3 separate regions of the Mus musculus genome follow, and all the other regions are linked to region 2. Evidence: chromatin contacts called from public HiChIP or PLAC-seq data. All regions are on one chromosome and are shown on one strand. Each heading gives the region's core, a stretch centred on a gene start, on an enhancer-like site or on the middle of the called end of the contact. The rest is flanking DNA. Distances are from core to core; before and after follow the strand shown. Region 1 has its middle 19 kb from the start of n-TGccc3. Region 2 overlaps Bach2 (BTB and CNC homology, basic leucine zipper transcription factor 2). Region 3 has its middle 53 kb from the start of Gm52717.

What was found. HiChIP or PLAC-seq counts read pairs in DNA pulled down with a chosen protein or histone mark.
Region 1: a contact with region 2 is called in an H3K4me3 HiChIP or PLAC-seq map of embryonic basal ganglia, with 3 times the contacts expected there. The contact joins two enhancer-like sites. A contact is called at or near these places in 2 of 484 Hi-C or Micro-C datasets (bone marrow-derived macrophages and liver), 5 of 115 datasets of contacts at active chromatin or transcription factors (astrocytes, embryonic basal ganglia, embryonic stem cells and 1 more) and 1 of 9 other capture datasets (liver).
Region 3: an H3K4me3 HiChIP or PLAC-seq map of embryonic basal ganglia shows a contact between it and region 2, with 4 times the contacts expected there. The contact joins two enhancer-like sites. A contact is called at or near these places in 1 of 484 Hi-C or Micro-C datasets (bone marrow-derived macrophages), 3 of 115 datasets of contacts at active chromatin or transcription factors (embryonic basal ganglia and embryonic stem cells) and 2 of 9 other capture datasets (adipose tissue and liver).

The regions. Positions count from the first base shown.
Region 1 is chr4:32,209,407-32,213,969 of GRCm38.p6, reverse strand. No RefSeq gene overlaps it. Among named protein-coding and RNA genes, the nearest start is that of n-TGccc3, 19 kb to the left of the region's middle. Within about 2 kb of position 2,974, at least 8 of the 459 cell types and tissues checked have an H3K27ac peak or open chromatin away from gene starts, as enhancers often do. A contact at or near this core is called in embryonic basal ganglia, where this site is marked.
Region 2 is chr4:32,506,618-32,510,725 of GRCm38.p6, reverse strand. The region is part of intron 2 of Bach2 (BTB and CNC homology, basic leucine zipper transcription factor 2); the gene reads right to left. Among named protein-coding and RNA genes, the nearest start is that of Bach2os, 63 kb to the left of the region's middle. Within about 2 kb of position 1,520, at least 71 of the 459 cell types and tissues checked have an H3K27ac peak or open chromatin away from gene starts, as enhancers often do. A contact at or near this core is called in embryonic basal ganglia, where this site is marked.
Region 3 is chr4:32,105,426-32,109,749 of GRCm38.p6, reverse strand. No RefSeq gene overlaps it. Among named protein-coding and RNA genes, the nearest start is that of Gm52717, 53 kb to the left of the region's middle. Within about 2 kb of position 2,674, at least 35 of the 459 cell types and tissues checked have an H3K27ac peak or open chromatin away from gene starts, as enhancers often do. A contact at or near this core is called in embryonic basal ganglia, where this site is marked.

The DNA of each region.
Region 1 (4,563 bases), core at 1,725-4,224, 300 kb after region 2:
AGTTCTCCATTGTGTAAATGTACCACATTTTCTGTATCTATTCTTCTGTTGAGGGACATCTGGGTTCTTTCCAGCTTTTGACTATTATAAATAGGACTGCTATGAACATAGTGGAGCATGTGTCCTTATTACATGTTGGAGCATTTTTGGGGTATATGCCCAGGAGAGGTATTGCTGGATCTTCCGTTACCTCTATGTACAATTTTCTGAGGAACCACCAGTATGTCTAATTTTTTTTGAGGAACCACCAGACTCACTTCTAGAGTGGTTGTACAAGCTTGCAATCCCACCAACAATGGAGGAGTGTTCCTCTTTCTCCACATCCTCACCAGCATCTGCTGTCATCTGAATCTTTGATCCTAGCCATTCTGACGGGTGTGAGGTAGAATCTTAGGGTTGTTTTGATTTGCATTTCCCTGATGATTAAGGATGTTGAACATTTTTTTCAAGTGATTCTCAGCCCTTCAGTATTCCTCGGTTGAGAATTCTTTGTTTAGCTCTGTAGTGACAATTGCTTGAGAGAACAACTCACAGGAAGTAAGGGTTCGTTCTGGCTCAAAGTTTGAGAGGTCTCAGGGCAAGGTTGGCTGGCTTCCTCTCTGTGGGCCTGTGATAGGCACAGCACCTTGACATAGGCTGGAGGTGGTCTTCTCACGGTTGAGAAGAAAAAAAAGAAGGCCAGTAACAGGATTTGCCTTAAAGTTTCTACTGCCTCAGAGAGGACCACTAACTTGGGATCAAGCTGTCAGACTGGCATGTGTGGGCATTCCATAGTCACATATAACAAGACTGTGTAAACGGCATTCCCAGAAATGATGTTATAGGTCAAAGCATTAGCGTGGATAGGGAGTGTCCGATTGCCATCCATGGGATTGAGGGTAAGTTCCCATACTTTCCACAAACCGTCTTTGATTCAGGTACTGTTAGGTTGTTGGACTTCTCTCAATTTTTATGCCAAACATTAAGGAGTTCGACCCTTTGCAATAGAGGCTACAATGTGTGTTTGGTTTGTCACCTTTAGTTTGTGTGGCTTTTGGTCAGTTTCTATCAGCCTTTCCACACTTGCTCTCTCCCCTTTAAGCTATGACCAGTAGGTCCTCTAAAGGAGAGTGTGCATGAGGTAGCTGGGGAAGCTTGCTCCAAGTCCTTGCTTGTGCACTGGGCAAACATTGTTGGGAGAGACTCTGAGCACACAGGAGCAGACATGGTGGAAAAATCAGAGCACACAGGGTTGAGCCTGAATGAGAAAGGTCACTAAAAATAGATATTTGATCCAGTGTAAATATTAAGAGTGAGATAAAGCAAACAGAGACTCTCACAGGATGAAAAGAACTGCATGGGTCTCTGAGTTTGAAAATAATACTCTCCTTGAGGGAAAAAGTTCGGGCTTGTCATAATTCCTGCTCCCGGACTAGGCTAGGAGTGCAAAGGTTTAATATAAGTTTTGATAAATGCTTCACAATTTGAAATCGATTCGAAAACCATGCTCTTTCAACCTCCCGAATTGAGAAACATATTTGCTTATACTGGTAGCTTTTTATGGTAGTTGGATCACGGTCTGACTACTTTTAGAAATGAATAATGGATTAAAAGTACATTTTGCAGCTTACATTAGTTACTTTTGTAATGCAAAAGAGAAGCATGATAATGTACTATTCAGCATGCTTTAATATGATTTATACATACACTACACGGCATAAGTAATTCATTACACCCTTCACAGTACATTTCCTGGGCCCAGAAGCTCATGGCTGCCACTATTTCATCGCCTAATCAGGCTGTCTAATGGAGAGAGTCTGGGACCAGGAGTGCCAGTCTCTCAGCCCACACTGATCCAACAACTCAAGGTAAGTGCTGCTCTGGAGTGGGACATGTGCGCACGCAAGAGCAGGTAGATAGCGCCTTGCACATCCAACCTCGAAGAAGGCACCTGGACAGCTACTTTAAAGCTGTAAATGGCTTTGAAGTCTGGGACTACACTGGCATGGTAACTGTCATTCCGGGATTTATCTGTCTTTGGAAACAGCACCTAGGAAAGGTCGTTTCAACATGGCAATGGTCCATTGCTGAGCGTCTGGACATGGGGTCTTCATGAACAGCACCAGCTCAAAAAAAAAAATTCCATGCTGGCTATTTCTGCTTGCAAAGTGTGGATTTACTGAAAGGCAGAGGCGCTGATCTTTGGATTTTATGTCCTTTTCAGAAGAAACATCCCACTGACACTTGGGAGTCAGGAGTGGGGGGGTGGGGGCTTCCAAGGAGTAGACCTAACTTCAGTGAGGCCCAGGGCCTTGTGCAAATGGAGTCTCTCATAGCTTATGTTTAAATATTTAGATGGTATAGATCAAGCTAACAGACTGTTAAATAAAATATGTCCTAGCCTCTTACCTTGACAAATGTATCTTCATGATAACCTCGAAGGCTGGGTTTGAAGTTTGGTTTCCCTCTGAAGATTCCCCAAGTTTAAGCCATGTTTACTTCCCTGGCAATTTGATAGAGGCCAGTGATGGTATCCAGACTGGAATCTGGGCACGCTTTTCGAGGCGTGCTTCAAACTCGGAACTTAGGCTCGGATAGTGGAAGCCTTTAAAACAGCCTTGGCAGGCTTTGATTCCCCAGCAATCCACATTTTAGCCTGGTATCAAGTCTTCAGGGAAAATGATACTGTCTGAGAAGCAAAATGTGCAGATTTTGTACACACATTTTATTTTTTGCTTAACACATAAACCATTACTTGGGGTTCAAAGGATTCCTATTGGTCAATCAGACACAGAACAAAACAATGTCTATGTGACTGTGTGTACCTTAGGCAGTCTGTTTTATAGCTGTTTTTTTTTTTTAATTTTTGCTTGGGTATAGGATTCTTGCTCATCGAGACTCCACTCTCTTTGTTAAAATGTAGAATGCATATTGGGCAAATGCTGCAGGGCAATTTGCATAAAAAGTGATGACAAAGAGCAATTAGTACTTGGTTATTATGCAGTGAAATGCTGCTCTGTTCAGAAGTGGCTCCAGCCCCCCTCCTATAAACCTGGTACAGCATTGTTCTAAAAATAGTCCTAAAGAAACCTCTGCTTATAAATCAGCATCTTTGACTTTCCACTAGCAATCTGGGGTGGGGGGAATCAAAGCACTAAATAAAGTTATTACCCCAGCTCTTTATACCAGGGAACCAGCCCGAGAACGCTGTTAGATAAGGCGGTCAGAAGATTTTTTAGCGTCTCCTTAAGTTAGAGCCATATCTTATTTGATCCTTTGTGATCAGCTTTGAAAGTACGCTGATGCTAACATTCCTTCCTCCTAACACACATGCTCACACACACTCAGAAACGGGTCGTGGCCACACACACAGCTACACCACACACAAGAGTCCCGAGGTAGCTCTACTGAGGAAGGCTTGATTTGTGAGTACAGACTTCATTACCATGAAAACCCTTTAGGGTAAAAATGAGCTGCATCCAGGAAGCCAAGAAGGGAAGCAAGCTGGAAATGTTTGCCCCATCACCTGTGTTATCAGGCTTGTCCTTGCCAGGGAATGAATGGTCTTTTTATTTTTTCTCTTGTGGAACCAACATATCATATAAAACTTAAGCTTCAAGTGTGTCCGCTGTGTGTGTGTGTGTGTACCTTAGGCAGTCTATTTTATAGCTGATGGGGTTTTTTGCTTGCTTTTTATTTTGTTTATTATTTTTGATAACTGAGTCATGAGATATTCATAGGATGAGAAGGAAAACACAGGAAACTACCATTCTTTGGAGATAACCAAACCTTTGGGGGAAGAAAAAAAAAAGAGTGCAGAGATGGCTAGATTACAACTTTTTTCTTTGACTATCAAAAACAAGCTTGGTGGAAAAGATAAGGGCAGGGTGGTGGTGGAGGCTTGGGCGAACACTACCTTATTCTTGATCCCCAACCCCATTTGATCCTCTGTGGGGATCCTCCACAGCAGGGTTTCACAGTGGCTGACCCAAACTAGTTTGGCCAGCATTCTGATGGATCTACTGTTGAGAGGTTGGGTTGGTCCAAGGGGGTTGGGTTTACTGCAGTCTCAGCTTAGAAGCTTACGGCCACATCCACATCCCGAGGACAACGCAGTAAAAGCAGACCTTGCACAGTGCTTTCTCAGCAAAAGCAGCAGGATAGCTCAGCATCCTTCACTGGGCCCAAGTCAGATGTGTTGTGTCTCATTTTTGTTCTCTGCGAGAAGACTAAAGTTGCATAGCCTGTAGCGCCCTTTCAGCAATGTGTTCTCTAACTTGGGGTTTAGTGTATGGTTGCTTTGCACACTGCCACAAATCCATTATTCATACACTTTTCTATTAATTTTTAATGCCTCTAAGTTCCTACTTGATGTACAATGCCATCAGCCGGATATCTTTATAAAAGATGTCTTCGTGACTCAAAGTATCCATCCCTAGTATTCTTCCTTACCAACCCGTTGATGAGATCTTATGATGTCTAAATCATGAGCAAGCCCTTTGCTCTGCAGCGTCCTGCGATTTAGATGGCTTTCTGACTTGCCTCTCCATTGTCTTTAAAATTGGTTGGAGTAGTGAGGCCACT
Region 2 (4,108 bases), core at 271-2,770:
TAAGTTCTATGTTCCTCCTGTGCTCCTGAGAAATGAAATCACTTTCTTTTTAACCTGACTCCATTACTCCATGCTTAGATATGATAGATTCAATTTTAAAATCTCTGAATTAATTTCCTGGGTCACAGTGTGTCCATCCTACCAAGAATCCAGGTGTTCATACCATGAGAAGGATGTCCTTCAATGGCTTTCTGTGTTTACAGCTGTTCACCTAGCCTGCTGCACACAAGAAATGCTGCAAAGATCCTTACAATAGAGCCAAAACCTGCAGCAGTCTGGTGACATTCCAAGTTTGGAACGGGATGTGAATCCACTAAGATTATTAGGTAACTTTATTGATATCCTCCAACCTGTGCCAGATGTTAAAACTGCCAAAGAAAAGACAGACTAAAAATGGCTCCAGGACTCCAACCTTTGAATGTTTTTGTGTGGAGAGTGTGTTTTTGTGACTCATTTCAAAACAAATCACACCATGCTTTCCCAGTTTAATTACAATCTCAGTTTTCAGGAAGCAAAGAGAAATAAGAGACACAATCCGAGTGTCTCTTCCATTCGGCGTTTAGCCTACACAGCTCACACTTCCATTGGCAAGGTGGGACAGGCAGTAATAGGGATAAGAAAGCTATTCTCAGCAGTACTGGATCAAATAGAGAGCCACTACATCATAAGTGACTCACCCATCCACTCAGGAGTGATTAGTCGGCAGCCACGAAGCCATGCTAATTGGAAAGTGGCTTATTGCCAACCCATGCTGACATGCCCTACAATTCTCTGGCTGCCAGCCGCTGTCTCCCGATCACACCTCTCACCTTTTTTTTTTTTTTTTATAATCTGGTTGGGAAGTGAAATAATTTTTCAAAACTCTCTCAAGTGCTATTTAACTTCTTATCACGAATTAAAAGTTTAATTAAATACTCTGTTAGAGGCCTGGGTCCTATGATTAAATATGACAAAATAATAGTTATGATTACTGATCAAGCGAAGAACTTTATAGCTCTGAACTTTGTCTTAAAAGCTATTATTAACTTTAATTGAAACAGCTAAGAGTCTCCATTATAGGAGAAAGAAAGAAATGTAAGGGATATTTTGTTCGTACATAAAGAAGGGTTTAAAAGTGAACTAATACATACATTAATTTACAAAATTTAATTTGCATGCCACTATGGTTCAAGGCCTTGTTACAAATCCGTATCAAATGCTAATCACTGTGGTCATTTTATTTTAAGAATAAACAAGTGTAATGCAAAGAATCTTTAAAGATGCCTTTGAAATCAGGTCACTTAAAAATATGTTTTATGTGGGTCTTGCTTTTTGGTATGTTCAAGCCGTGCCATTGCCAGAAGAAGAGCATCTCTGAAAGTCTCTTTAAATAGGATGCAGCGGCCTCGGATTAAAAAAAAAGCAACAGGTTTGAAAACAGCTTATGTGTCTCATTTAAAATTAGCTGTCGCTGTGGCTGTCCGCACTGGCCCTCCCTCCCTGCTGTCACCAGCATCCTAAGGCCTCCAGAGAGAGAGAGAGTCACAGTAGCCTGAGTTCCCTGCCAGCGCATGGCTTAGCTTTCCTTCATCCCTATTGAGGCCCCGATTTCAGGGCTGGAAGTCACCTTTGCCTTACTATAAATAAATTCTCCCTTCAGGCATTTCAGAACCACTGTGGCTTGATTCTAACTCTCGGAACCTTCCTTCCCACTTGCCTGCAACTCGTTGCTTGGAATATTTTGCCTCCTTATTTATTTGCTTTTCTTTTCTTTCTTTCTTTTTTTTTTTTTCATCCATTGCCAAGTCTCACTAATGCAACTTGGAAAATTGCACCACAGCTTTTAATGAGGATTCTGTGCTAAGAGCCATTTCACCAGAGAGGGCTGCTCTTTCCTTTTATGGGAATAATAACACCTACTGTTTCTATAGCACCAGCCTTCCAAGAAGTTGAGCATATCATGTTTCATTAATCTGAATGGCAACCTGCCTGTCAAGCTGGGATCCAGCACTGCTACTCTCTGCATACTCATACCGAAATCGAGGGCATTAAACAAAATGATTTTCTCAGGACTATAAACCCAGAAGCAGTTAAGGAGCTGTGATCTGTCTGTATCTTGCCTGCTATGCCTGTGTTCTGGGTTACTGTGTCCCCATTGTGTCACCACTGTCCTCTAGGCTCCTTTGCTCTGCTCCTTTGAACATGCAAGACATCTTAGAATTAGGGGTGCTGACAAAATTGAGCCCCACACTTGCTCTGTTGCCTTTTCTGCAGCTCCTTTCCTGATAGGCTTTGCCTCCCATTTCCAAGATCTTTTCCTGCTTCCCAGCCCAAGCATCTCCCCTCAATTCCTGGCCAGCCACACTAGTTTTCTCTCACTCCAGCATGAACCTAGGAAATGTCAAGGACCAGAAACCTGTAACACAGGGTTAGACTCACAGAGCAATCATGCAGGTCTGCCCCACCACTCAGAGAAGGCTATACTTGGCAGAGCTGAGTCTGCTCCTTGGTCAGTAGATTCCATCCTCTCCTGGGTACCCAGGGACATCCGTTTTGTTTCCTGCATAATCAATCAATGTTTCTTCTTCTGGAAATTTTCCATTAGCTTGAATATTGGGGTTGCTTAGCTCTACTGTAGTTACAAATCAAAGATTTTTTTTTTCTTTTTTTCTTCCTTTTCTTTTTGAGATGGAGGCCTTACTATTGCCTAGCTGGGTTCAAGTGATCTTGCAGGTCTGCTCTACCTCACTCCGTTTGAACGGCTCAGCACTCCTGTCAGAATGTGATCTGATGAAATAGAGAGGTTCCTGTTTGCAGAAGGCACCTACGAATACAGTCCTTGCATCTGGTCACAGTGCTGGGTGTGAGTGACGAATGAGTGCATAGCTTTACCTGGGACACCTAACCCAACCCCTCAAGGCTCAAGGAATACAGGAGAAGAGGGAGCAGAAAGAATATAAGTGTCAGGTGATGAGGGAGCATCTTTGCCGTCCAGGTACGACACGGCCGATGGAGATCCGCACAAGGGTGGGTCCTCCAACCCTTCCTCATGAGGGGTTTCATGAGGCCCTGCTCTTCCTGAGGGGACAATGACTGTTAATGATTGCTGGTGGGGTGGAGTGGGTAGCATCTTATGCTCAGAGGGGCAAAGAAGAGGGATGAGAAGAGGCTCATGGAGGCTGAATATGATTAGAATACATGGTATATACATATGAAATTGTAAAAATAAAAGTAGTGTTTTGAGCCAGATGGTTGTCCTCCAACGTGACTCAGGGATTCAGGCTTCAGCTTCTCTAAGTTCTTGGACACCTTCATTGATGGGAAAAAGGATCCGGACCTACTTTTAGCAGCCTCAGAGTAGAAGTGACAAATTAGTCCATCATCACGCCACTGGCTGCACTCAGCCACACGGCCTACTTGGTTATGAGTGTAGCTTTTCTTTGTGTGTCCAGGAAGGGAAGGGAAAGTGGGTGTGGCAAACTTTGGCATTGTTGGCCATGGTGTGCAAGCGTGCTGGAGTCTTTCCCTATCTGACAGATAAGCTATTTCCCTCCAGCTCCTGGCCCAGTTCTCTGCTTGCTTTAATTAGTGCAGCCTTACAGTCAGCTGAAACGAGGCATTCTTTCCTGTGGAACACAGGTGGGTCTGTTTTCCGCTTCAACTGCATCTGCCTGCCAAGTGCTCAATGAAGTCACAGGCAGCATCCACATCTACTTGTTGAATGGCCTTCAATCCTCCCATGTTCCAATTCCTAACTCTGGGTTAGATTTTGCCCATGGATTTAATGGGCATATAAAACCTGACAATAAACGCTTCTACTTGGATGCCAACAGGCACCTCAAACTTCATACATACACACACAGGACTCCCCAGTCCTGACCAACCCTCCTCACCTACAATCTTACTCACTCAACTGATCTCAGCTAATGGTAACACTATTCTTTTACTGTTTTTGGAGAATCTGGCACTCACGTACGTCTGTACCACTGCCAGGATCCTCATGCTATGTCTTAACTACACCAGGGTCTATCTCTACTCTGGTGCTCCCTTGGGCCTTCATCTATGTACATGTACACGACACAGACATCAGAATAACCTCTTGTGAAACTCTTCAGTGGCTTCTCTGTTT
Region 3 (4,324 bases), core at 1,425-3,924, 400 kb after region 2:
GTCTCTCTGGTTACACCCTGCCCAGCTGTGTTCCCCTCTCCTATAGCATCTGCTGCTAGTTGTGGCTCTTTGTTTTTTGATCTTGGCCATACTTTCTTGGGTGAGTTCAAATTTCAGAGTCGTTTTAATTGGCATTTCCCTGGTGGCTAAGGATTTGAATAGTTCAAAGTGTTTTTCAGTCATTTGTTTTCTGGGAACTCCCTGCTTAGTACCACGCTCCCCTTTTAAATTGGGTTTGGGTTGCTCATTTTCTTGATGTCTAGGGTTTTGAGTTCCTTGTATAGTCTCGATACTAACCCTGTGGCAGATACATAGCTGGTAAGGAACTTTTCATTCTGTAGGCTGCCTCATCACCCGAATGATGGCGTCCTTTGCTGTGTAGAAGCTTTTAAGTTCCATGAGGAACTATTTGTCAATTGTTGGCCTTACTGTCCGTAGTACCATAGTCCCATTCAGAAAGTCCTTTCCTGTGCCCATAAGTTCAAACATATTCTCTCTATTCTTTTCCATTAGATTCAAGGGATCTGGTTTCACATTGAGGTCCTTGGTCCATTCTGAATTGAGTTTTGTGCAGAGTGATAGATATACATCCATTTTCACTTTTCTACATACAGCCATCCAGTTTGAGCAGCGCTATTTGTTGAAGTGACTGTCTTTTGTCTAACATGTATTTTCGCCCCCTTTGTCAAAAATTGGGTGTCTGTTAGGTGTATAGACTATGTCTGTAGTCTGGATTCTACACCACTGATCAGTGTGCCTGTTTTTATGCCAGTGCTATACCGTCTTTATAACTATGGCTCTGTAGTAAAACTTAAAATTTAGGGATGATAATGCTTCCAGCTCTTCTTGTGTTGCTCAGCACTGTTCTGGCTATCTGGAACTGTGTGCTTCCATAGGAAACTTCGGATTCGTTTTTAAATTTCTATAAAGAATTGCATTGGAATTTTTATGGGGACTCACTGAATGTGTAGATTGCTTTTGGTAGGATGACCACTTTCACAATATTAATCCTATAGATCCATGAGCCTAGGAGGCCATTCCATCTTTTGATGTCTTAAAGTTTTTATTGTATGAGTCTTTCACTTTCTTTGGTTTTTATTCTGACTTACCTTTTAAGACTATTATAAAACATATTGTTTCTCTGATTTCTTTCTCAGTGTGTGTGTTATCTGTGTATAAGAAGGCCATGTATTTCTTTATGTTATTTTGTATCTTTCTACTTTGCAGATGGCACTCATCAGCTGTGGAATTTTTTTGGTGGAGTCTTTAGAGTCTCTTATACAAAATTGTATCAACTTCCTTTCATATTTGTATTCCCTTCATCCCTTCCAGTTGTTGCCATAGCTAAGACATCAAACTATATGGAATAGGTAAGGACTGTGGACTACCTTGGCTTATTCCTGAGTTTAGTAAAAATGCTTCAAGGTTTTCTCCAGTTACATTATTTTGGCTTGTTGTAAATTGTCTTTATTATATCATGATGGCTTGAGATTCTCTAGGGCTTTTATCATGAAAGGATGTTAGGTTTTGTCAAAGGCCTTATTTGCACCTAATGATTATGTAGTTTCTGACCTCAAGTCCGTTTACACGGTAGATTACATTTCTGATTAATAAATATAATGGTTCAATTGTGTTGATGCATGCCTTACACTCTGGCACGGAGCCAATTTGATCAGAGGAGGTAAGGCACAGATCTTTTTATGTTCTTGAATTCAGTTTGCAAGTATTTTGTTGGGAATTTTTGTGTCTATGTTCATCACAGTTATAAACCAATAGTTTTCTTTTTGTTGGGTCTTTGTAGCACTTGGTATCAGGATAATATTGGTGTTGTAAGAAAGAATTTAGAAACGTTTCCTCTTCTTCTATTTTACAAAATATTTCTAAGAGTATTGGTGTTAGCTCTTCTCTGGAGGCCTGGTAGGACGCTGTGCTGTATACCTCTGATCCCAGGCTATTTTTAGTTGGGAAATTTTCAATTACTGTTTCTATCTCATTTGTCTGTATGGCTCCATTTAAATTACTAACCTCATCTTGAAACCAATCTGTTTCTTTGAAATTTTCTGGTTTAGCAGGATATAGACCTTCGCAGTATGCCCTCAGGATTCTCTGAGTTTCTTCAGTATCTGTTGTAATGTTTTCTTTTTTGTCTCTGATTTTAATAATTTGGTTCCCCTCTTTCTTTCATTTGCTTACTTTGGTCTAAAGCTTGCTTATCTTGTCAATCCTCTCAAAGAAGCAGCTCTTCCTTCCATTGATTCTTTGTATTAGTTTTCACTTCTAGTTAATTAATTTCAGTCCTCACTTTTATTATCTCTCCTCATGCACTCTTTTCTGGTGTTATTTGGTTTTGTTTTTCCAGGGCTTTCAGGTGCAATATAAAGCTATTAATATGAGATCTTCCAGGTTTTTAATGTAGGCATAAAGTGCTATAAACTTAACTCTCAGGACTGCCTTTCCTGTGTCTCCAGAACTGGTTTCTGTATAATCTCCAGGATTTTTTATAAGAAATCATGTTGTTTTGTTTTGTGTTAAGGTACTATGGTTTGAATGTAGCTACTTAAGCCTGTGGGGCTGTTCCCTCTTAGAGAAGCGAGCTATTTTAAACCCACGCACCCACTTGGGAATTGGTGCTTTTAGGAAGCTATCATCTCCTCTCACAGAAGTGCTGCTGAGAGGGAATGTGGGAGAAGCCAGCCCTCCGCAGGGTGAGAGCTGGGCTGAATGGATGACAGAGTGGCTGCTTTGCTGTCAGGTTTGCCGGATACCTCCCCTCCTGCCTTTAAGAAGCATGCTCTCTTTCCCCCACTTTGTGAGTCTGCCAGACTGATTAATAAAACAAGATAATTCTGGATACAAGTCTGTGCAAAACAGCAGAGTATAAAGGAGCTAATGAGAGGCCCTTGGATGGACGTCATTGTCTTTCACAAAGCATCTTTTGGTCCCATTGTTTTCAGCTAAGACTTCCTGCAAAACAACAGGCTTGGCTGCTGCAGTATGGGCTGCCTGACTCTGGGAGGGCTGACAGTTATCACACCTTCTCCTGCAGGGCTGGGCTGGCCTTCAATCATTCCTTCCCCTCAGTTTCTGTGCAGTAAGTGTGACGATTGGAACTATTACCTGACTCTCCTACTGTGAAATCCAGTAGCAATCAGAGGGATTAAAACTACACTGTGATCAACTGCAGAGACTCCTGCCTCTAATGAGTTTGGACTGAATATGGTGAGTCCAGGTCACAGAATCCATTCAAATTGGGTGGCTCCATAAAACCTGGAGGCTCTTCTGAGGATACTACAACATAGGTGAAACAAAACAAGAGCCAACTCTAAATACAGTTGGAACACAAAAGCTAATTAATCACATTTCTGCCGCACGAAAATATCAAACTACATTTTGGAAGATATTTTCATCCTGTTACTGATTTGCATGCATCACATACATTCTTCTATTTAAAGCTCTGCTGATATGGACATGGAGGAATAGAACTGCAAAAGATGGACCATTTGTCTTCGTTAATGTAGCTGTCAATATATGGAGGGCCTGGATTATGGTGGTTGCAAGTCACTGCTTCCCATAGTCTTCATTATATTCTTGGAAATTCCACGTTAGTAAAAACAAGGTGATGATATTCTAATACATATGTGTGTGTGTTGTATGTGCACATGTTTATGCAGGTATACACATACTTGTATGGATGACATAAGAGATTGAGAAGGAAGGCAGATAGAACTCCAAATAGCTGTTCTTAGCATCCTCGAACTTCAACTGTTTAATTCATACATAACATGTAAGTCAGAATCTGCCAGTAGGTGAGTGCTCAAAACCTCTTATCTCTCTTTAATGCTTAGTATTGCTTGCCAACCTGGTGGGATGTAGGATCACCATGGAAACAAACCTCTGGGCATGTCTGTGATGGAGTTTCTAGACTGAGTTAAATAAAGCAAGAAGACCCACACACACTAAATGTAGACAATACCATTCCATGTGGTCCTTGTGCTGTGGGGTAATCACCAGAGAAGACTACTTGGACGTGGGTTTAAACCAATAGAAAATCTTTATTAGCTGGCTGGTGCCTACACTGGAAACTCTGGATTCCAGTGCAGTCCAGGCGTTTCTCAAGGTGAGCTTTTAAGCACAAAAGCACATCCTGGGTTGACATACTTAAGAAGAACAGTTAGCCAGAAGCAGAACCACAGAAGCCAAGAAGCAAGGTTAGTCCATTCAGAGACTTTCCAAGAACTGTTGGCTTCGATGGATTAGGTCTTTGTTTTGGCTGCTGGTGCCATCTAGATGCTAAGTTATATGGCCTGAGTGGATACTTGCTTCC